2 separate regions of the Canis lupus genome follow, and region 2 is linked to region 1. The links are chromatin contacts, called in public Hi-C maps. All regions are on one chromosome and are shown on one strand. The core of a region is the stretch at or near the end of the contact, and the rest is flanking DNA. Distances in the headings are between cores, read along the strand shown.

What was found. Hi-C and Micro-C count contacts between places; a contact is called where the count stands out from the background.
Region 2: a Hi-C map of skin fibroblasts shows a contact between it and region 1, with 3 times the contacts expected there. The contact joins two enhancer-like sites. A contact is called at or near these places in 3 of 9 Hi-C or Micro-C datasets (amygdala, blood and skin fibroblasts).

The regions. Positions count from the first base shown.
Region 1 is chr8:36,627,694-36,631,808 of UU_Cfam_GSD_1.0, forward strand. It overlaps PRKCH (protein kinase C eta type), which reads left to right. Exons shown (of 14, transcript XM_038544885.1): 7 at 1,346-1,473. Among named protein-coding and RNA genes, the nearest start is that of PRKCH, 130 kb to the left of the region's middle. Within about 2 kb of position 1,743, at least 3 of the 20 cell types and tissues checked have an H3K27ac peak or open chromatin away from gene starts, as enhancers often do.
Region 2 is chr8:37,228,104-37,232,218 of UU_Cfam_GSD_1.0, forward strand. No RefSeq gene overlaps it. Among named protein-coding and RNA genes, the nearest start is that of SYT16, 240 kb to the left of the region's middle. Within about 2 kb of position 2,133, at least 3 of the 20 cell types and tissues checked have an H3K27ac peak or open chromatin away from gene starts, as enhancers often do.

The DNA.
Region 1 (4,115 bases), core at 493-2,992:
CAAATTTTAAAAATCTCTTTAGAACGTTATTTAATAATTCTTTTTTCCTAGAAACATGAAATAATTCTTTTTCAACCAAAACAGCAACCAGCTCATGTGTAGCTTTGGTTCAGGCACTGCTTGATCTGAAGTTGGATGGTGACCCCTAGGTGTGGCTTTCATTGCAAAAGTCACTTTCTGCTTTTGTATAGTTGTTGCTGTCACGCAGGGCCAGGCGTGGGGCTCATCTGCATTGTTCTTGTCCCTCGTGGCCTGAGGGTAGCACACACACAATGATCCATCTCCTGTAATTTTTGCTTTTATTGTCACATGGTCCTTTAGAGAGGGCACTGCAGGTGTGCTTCTCTGTACTGGCTTTCACCATGAAGCTAATGAAGCTTAAGCCTCAGGGTGCCTTCCCTGCAAGGGTATCTTCCAGAACTCTCCACTTGATTGGATATTCTTTCTCTAAAAGAGAGCACCCTAAATTACATAAATCCAGACCCCACAGAGCCTGGATCTGTGCATGCTTCCAACGATGGGTTGACACTCCTGATGCAGGAATATGTTGCCTGTGGTTTGAGTTCTGCCTCCCAATCAGCAGGGCCCCAGTAAAGAAACTGTGTCAGAACTTTCTGCTGATTAGACCTTGGGTCCCTTCATCCTCCCAGGTCAGTTACCTCTGCACCAGGAACTTAGCTTGCTCTTCTCTCCTCTTCCAACTGCCATTTACTTTGACCTTTAAAAAAGTTGCTTCTCTCCCCCGTGAAGTAGTTAGAAGCACAGGCTGCAAGCACTGAGAACCACAGCCCCACAGGATGCTGTACCCTGTGCTGTGAGGGCCACCCAACCACAACAATATTCAGAAAGAGAGCTTTAGAGGTTTTTCTCTCAGAAACACCGTTTCCATCCTGTCTGAACAGCAATCTATATGTGGCATTTAGATTGCTACCTTTTATTGAGGGATACAGGCAAAAGCATAGAGTCAATTGACATGATGCCTTGTTAATTGACTGAAACTTCACTGGGATGAGCATTTTGATTTCTGTATTGAATCATGCTGTTAAATCGGCTTTGACTACTACATATCATTTAGATGAATGTCTTTCATCAAGTCACGGTGAAAAAGTGGATTTGAAATTTATTATTTATCAGTGTGCCAGGCTTTCTGCTTCTGCATAAAATGGAAATGGGAAAGATGTCAGAGTTTGTTTGGAGTGTGAATTCAGTTTAATGAGAAGATGGCATTGTGCAGCCTGTACAATTCCTCTGTCATCATCTTTCAGGTTATTAAAGTTCTTTTTTGCAGTGTATGTTGAATTGGCACCTTCCTGAATGTGGATTCTCTTCTCTTCCCCCCCTCCAGTATGTAAGATGAATGTCCACATTCGATGTCAGGCGAACGTGGCACCTAACTGTGGTGTAAATGCAGTGGAGCTAGCCAAGACCCTGGCAGGAATGGGCCTCCAGCCCGGAAATATTTCTCCAACCTCGGTGAGACTTTGCTTTTTGCAATGTATTGCAATTTAGACGTTGTTCAGATGTGGCAAGTCCAAATGAGTGCATGTGGCATAAGCAAAGTTCCTAATCTCAGCAAACACAATAATCAAGATTTATTGTATTTTTTAAGAGCATTTTGTTCCACCAAGAAGATTCTGTATACAGTTATATGACATGAAATAACAAGCATGCAGATATAGCAGGAAGCAGAAGAAGGATTTTTTTTTTTTTTTTTTTAATTAGCTTCCTGTGGTCTGGTACAGCCCTGGAGTCCAGGGCCCTGGGTTTTCCTTTTAGCTGGGGCCCCTGCAGTATAGTTGACTAGCAACTCTGGAGTTGCTTCCTCCCCTCTAACGGGGTTGAACTTGAAGATCTTTGAGGTTCTCCACAGCTCTGGAGTCTAGCTGTTCTGCAGTTTTTGTTTATGGATTGTGAATTTATCTCTCAAGCTCAGCGACAATCAGGAGTTCCTTCCTCTTGGCTCTTGGGAGTGGGTGGGGTTGTCAGTTGCCGTGGGCATGTTTTGTCTTACAGCCTCCCTGAGTCACCTCCACTTGCTGTGACCGTTAGAGCCTCAACTGCTTCCCAGACTCATGTCCTATTGCTGCCTTCCTGGCTGGGCCTGCAGAGCACTGGGAAAGAGCCATGGCTACTGTTGTGGTTTGTGAAAGGTTTAGCTTGATATCCGGTTTAGGAAAATTCTAGACTTAACTGTTAAATGTTTCTGGGTACTTAGGAAGGGAAGCACCATCACTGTCACTGTTGGGTTATCCAGAAACGTCCATAATCACCACCCTGTTTCCTTGTTATGGGTAGATTAGGGACTTGGACTGAGATTATATTCCTTTATTTCAGGAAAGTGTTAGCAATGTCTGATGTTTAGCCCATGGATGGACAGGTGGGATGCTGATGCCATGAGGGGGATTTCTAGTGCATGGGACAACTGTTCCGAAGGGCATAGATTAAGGAATTCAGCCTGCACCAGGGCTCCTAAAATGTAATGGGAATAAGACAGACCAAGTGGCACAATAGGCAGTGCCATTTGTCATTTGTCCCTTGAACCAAGTATCTTTAATGTTATGATATTTAAAAGTGAAAAAACCAAAATTACCTGTTATTTGACAGTACGACACGAAAAAGAATCTTAAGTCTATCAAAAGAGAAGAATGGGTTAAAACAAAAGATTGAGAAATACTGGCTTAGAGTTTTCTAGCTAATACCAGCCCAACCAGGGGAAGTATTTAAGTGGAGGAAGTGAGATTCAAGCTAGTTAAGTTTTTTTATCTTGCAATATTTATGATCAGAGATCTGGGGGAGAAACTACTAAAAGCAATTGGATTTTTAAGATGATCCATTTTATATCCATAATCACTGTTTTATTGGATTGAGTAAGTAAAATCCTTGTAGCTTCAAGCAATTGCACAGTTGTTGTTTATTGAAAACATTGCTTAGAAGTTGCTCCAGATAAGCCGGGGGTTTTCAGCTAAATAGGTCAAGAGCTTCAGAATGTTAGACTTTTGATCTGTTGTCTAGTGGTAGTTTGTCTTATAAATGTCCCACGATGGACATCTGCAAGTCATCTTGCCTTTGTGTAGATCCCTCCCTGTGACAGGGCTTGTACCATTGAGATGGGGTGGGTTACCCACTGAGGAGGCCACACCTACTTCTGGTTCAGTATGGTGAGACTGGAGCTCTCATTGTGCTGGTGATCAGCGTTTCTGGAGGGCCAGTTGACAGTGTATCAGAAGTCTTCAAGATTTACATTTTGTACCAAAAGATTGCATTTCCAGAAAGCTAAGAAAATAGATAATGCTCATGATCATGATGATAATGACAGCAGCTCAGCTCATGTGTATTGAATGTGCCAGGCACCAATCCAAGTGCTTTATGTGCTTTTATTCATTCCTCATAATAATTTGTGTGGCAGAGGCTATAACATCTTCTTTGTTAGAAGAAACTGAGGCACAGAGACAACGGGTAGGTAACTTGCTCAAAATTACAGGATCAGGTTACTGAGCTGTGATTTGAACCCAGGCAGCTTGCTTGAGCACCTAGATTCTTGATCACCCTGCTTTAAAGATTTGCATGCAAGGATTTTCATGATGGTAGTATTTAAATTGGCCAAAATGGGAGATAACCTATGTTTCTGATAGCAGGGGAATTAATGAATAAACTGTGATATATCCATAAAACAGAATATTGGACAGCCCTTAAAACTCATGTTCTTGAAGGATATGGAGAATACACATGACAAAGTGTTAAATGAAAATGTGTGTTATCCCTATCAAAAAAAAAAAGAGAAAATGTGTGTTATGAAACAACAATTTTATTATATTTTTTAAAAGTGTAAAGCTAGGTATGTGTGTATGTACAATTGCTTTTATTTTTTTTTGAAGACGGCTGATGAGAGGTATTTAAAATTTTATCCTTCATACATTCATTCATTATCCTAGTTATATTAATTTACTTCTCTTATATAATTTAAAATATTGTGTAATAAATATTGCTTCATTCATTCACATCCTGGTATGGATCCTTGGATAAAATGTGAAAACCGCTCTTTGAATGAAGTGGACACCAGGTGGCGCTCTTGGAATCTGACCATCCTGTGGAAAGCCACTTGTAAGCCACTGGAG
Region 2 (4,115 bases), core at 883-3,382, 600 kb after region 1:
GACAGAAACTCATGGCTGCCCCCATGGCTTGTGTGAGTTCACTAGCTGACAGCTACACAGCTAAGGTAAAAACAAGGGACTTTGAGCCAGGCGGGGAGGCTCCGTGCACTCACATGTGCTCATGACTACTTTTGATATACCAGGCCCTGTGTACTGGAAGCACAGCATTACCAAGGTAGAACTAGCTGAACACCTAGTGTGATGAGTATTGTGGAATGGGACCAGTAGAATGACTTGGAAATGTAATTTCGGAGGCTAACCCAGCCAGTGGGAAGCTGTGAGGGGAAAGCCACGATGAGGGAGTGGTATTTAAGCCGTGCTATGAAAGCTGAGTTGGAGTAAGCCAGGTAAAAGGGAAGCACCTTAAGGATGAAGAAACAGCATATACAAAATGCCGGAGAGAAGTGAGAACCCTCCTCATTCAAGGAACAACAACAACAACAAAGCATGACTGGACCTTGAGGTATATTTGATAAATACAATCATGAGATATTTAAAGTGTACCTGTGACAATTTGATATACATTGCTAAGGGATTCCTATAACTAAGTTCACTATTAGCATAAGGCTATCTGCTTCTTAAGTCTAAGGGCTAACAAATTGTTAACTCCAAGTTTGGTCATAGCTGTTAAGTTGGTACTGGGAACCTGAAGAGGCAGTGGCCAGTGAGATTTGTTGGGCTACTTTGTGTAGCCCTCCAGCCTTGCAAAATGTCTGCCATTGCAGGACTCAACACAGCACTACATGGCAGCCCTGCCCTGGCTCTGAAGATGGCAACTCCTCTTTTTAATTGGTTCCCAGTGGTGCTCTCTTCCTCTCAGGCCCTGGCCTGACCCTATAGGGAACAACGGAAGTGGTGTATATCCCTCTTCAATAAGATTCCTTCTCTGAGGGATTCCCTCTTTCCTTTGGACGAACGTCTTCTGCTAGGTTGGTCATTTTTCTTTCTTTAATTTGGCTCCCTTGGCTACCTGGATTTGTCCACATTGACCTTCTCATCGTCCCTTCCCTCCAAGAATAACAACCCCATTGAACAATGACAGCAAAAAGCATTGGTTAAAAAAAGGGGGTGGGGTGGGGGCAGGCCTTGAGTGAAGCATCAGAGACAATATAATCCTTTGGGTGAATTTATACTACAGTGTAATAGACTGAAACAGGCATACTTTCTCCAGTTTCCTTTGTGAAAAGAGCCTTCTGTTTTGTGTATTTTTTAAAGAAACTTACATATTAGCCTGAACTTTTAATTAGCCACTGGATCAAAACGAAGGCTTCCTCACTCCATAAAGGGAATGTCTGACCCTCCACAGGGGCATTTTTCTGAAATCTTTGGCACCATACTGGCAGCCATACCCAGTAGAGGAATGAGACTCTGGTCTGAATTTCATGGGTTAGTTTTTCCCTCTTCAAAATCTATCAACTGTGCAGACACAAACAGAAACACGCTGGGGAGGAGAGTCCCAGAAGGCAGAAGTTCCTGTAGTCCTTATCCCGCACGCCTCAAGCCAGGCCACACACACCCTCCACCATCTCTCTTCCTGCCAGGGTCCTTCCTGCCCCAAGGCGCAGAGCATCCCGGCGGGTCTCAGTGTTGGAAAGGCACTGACCAAGTTCTGCTGAAAGTGCCGTCCCACTCCCAATCCCAAACCCTCTCACCCCAGGGGACGCCCAGCTACTGCCCCGCGGCGAGTGGCACTGGCTGGGGAGGGGCGGCCCCATCACCCGCCCGGCCCCACGGGAGCTGCGACCCTCCCCCACCCGCAGCTCCCCAGCTCTCCGGCCCCCCGGTTTGGGGCTCTTTGTTCGCTGCCCCTCCTCGCTGCAGTTCTCAAACCCGGCTCCCAGCAGCCCCCGCCAGCGCACCCGACCTACAGGAAAGTTGCTCCGAGCTGTGGAGGGGCGTCATCGCCTCCTAGCAACGCTCCTAGCAACCGGGTAACATCTGCTCCCTCTGGTCCAATGCGAGCGGAGAACAGCTGCGCGCCCGCCTCGCGTTCCGAACCCGGAGCGAGAGGCGCTTCAGAGCCTGGAGGGACGGACCTGCAGGAGCCAGGGCTGCCCGCCGAGCTGCAGTTGCCGCCGCCGCCGCCGCCGCTGTCAGCGCCCCTCCGAAGAGTGACAGCTCCGCACACGCGGGACGGAGCCCCGAGCCCCGCGCCTCTACGAAGCAGGTGCATGCGCCCATCTCCTGGTCAGCGGACCCAGCTCGCAAGGTATGTCTGGACTTACGCACAATAAGGCTCAGAAAGGACCCATTTCATTGAGGGTGAGGGCAAGGGACTGTTCTGGGATCCTACTCTGCCCTCGGTCATTGAACAGCGGCCAGGTGGTGGTCCCGCATAACCTGGTTTCTTTCTTTCTTTCTTTTTTTTTTTTTTTTTAAATCGTGAAATTGGTTCCGGAGGATTCCCCATGCCCGTCGTTTCTAGGTTTGTGCTCGGAAGTTTTCAGCCCTCCTTGTTTTTCCTTTGACTTCGCTGCCCATGTGTGGCTAGGAGAGCTGGGAGCAGTAGGCACCCATGCAAAGCCTGTGGTTAGGGCTAAAATGACATCGTGTAGTCTGGACTAATGGAATCAACACGTATGGAGAGCAACAATCTTTTTGGGTCCTGCTCTGGAAAGGGTCCATTTGGCCGGGAGCAGCCCTTCACTGTTACTCAATCTCCTGAAAAGTAACCATAGTAACTCACCTCTCTTTTGATGGGATCCTCCTCATTGGCTGCCTATCTTCCTTTGGAAAGCTCATCTCTCTAAATATAGAAGATGATGAGATCTGTAAGCATACATCCATGTAGAAAAGGTGCAGTACAGCATGGCCCTTTAAGGAAAAACTCTCTTCAAAGAAAAAGTGCCATTTGGCTATTTCAAATCCTGTGAGAAGTAGTGTGTCTTACAGAGAATGATTGAGTTACTGTTCTAACGGCTGGATTGTTACTTTAGAGAGAATTTTTCTTGAAATTATGCAAAATCTGGTGTTTGAAAACAAATTAAGTATATATGACTGTGATTTTTCCAAAAAATCAACCTGCTGATAATCTCCCCAAAATGATCTCCCGTAAATGATTGGTGAAATCAGTTATTCACTTATTTGCAAATTTCTTAGGATAGTTATAGATCCCTTATGTTTAAAATTCAATCTGGAGAACACCAGAATGATTGTGTGTGCTTGAAGGTTTATCTATTTATCTATCTGGTCCAGAACAGCCCCACCTAGAACATCTTAGATAGGGTCCTCCTATTGCATGGGTTCTTCTGACGTGATAACCAGTTCAAGTGAGGGCCGTCCTGACTCTTCCAATGTTATTTGCATCTGTCTCCGTGTTTCAAAATCTCAGGTAGCCATTCATGAGCCTGAGGCTGTGAGAAATGCTTGCTGTGCAAAGGGGAACTCTCACCAGATTTTCTCAAGCTGTCCTAGAAATACACTTTTCAGATTGATTCAGCTTTACCAGGTAATCACTACCTTAAAAGAAATTACTGTTTAAATATGTATCCAGAGAAATAAATGCTAATGTAGCATTACCATGACTTACAAGATCAATATAAGGGGTTGTGTATATAGATGGTTGCTGGGTAGAAGTCAATAGAGATTTTCTGTAGAAAGGACATTTGTGGGCTGGCAGATTTTCCTCTCTAAGACCCATGTGAATAGACTGGGCCAAATTAGGCAGCTTGCCTTGGGGAACATGTCAAGCGGAAGCCCTATGAGCAAACTGGTGCATGTCTGAATGAAGGAAGTGAAGAGAACTCTTCAAGTTGCAAGAGGAGATCATGGTGATTTTTAAAGATTTAATCTGCATTACGGCCATGATGATAGAAACCCATGGAGTGTCAAGTATTTCAAACGAAATTTTCAAGACTGAATACAGTCGTTTAATGAGTGCTCAGCCCTCCACTGCTGTGTTTAACTTTCACATGTACTGAGCTATCCATGTGCAGTTCCTGTAGGTAACCAGCCTAGCAAATTGCAGTCATGTTCATGAAAATATACCATGCTGTGTTTCTTCCTTGATTTTACCTCTCTTTGTAAAAACAAATAATTGAACAATTTTATTTAGAAAGCTATTTGAACATTTATTCTGGTCTAGCTGTATAGTTTTTTTTGATAATCGTGAGACT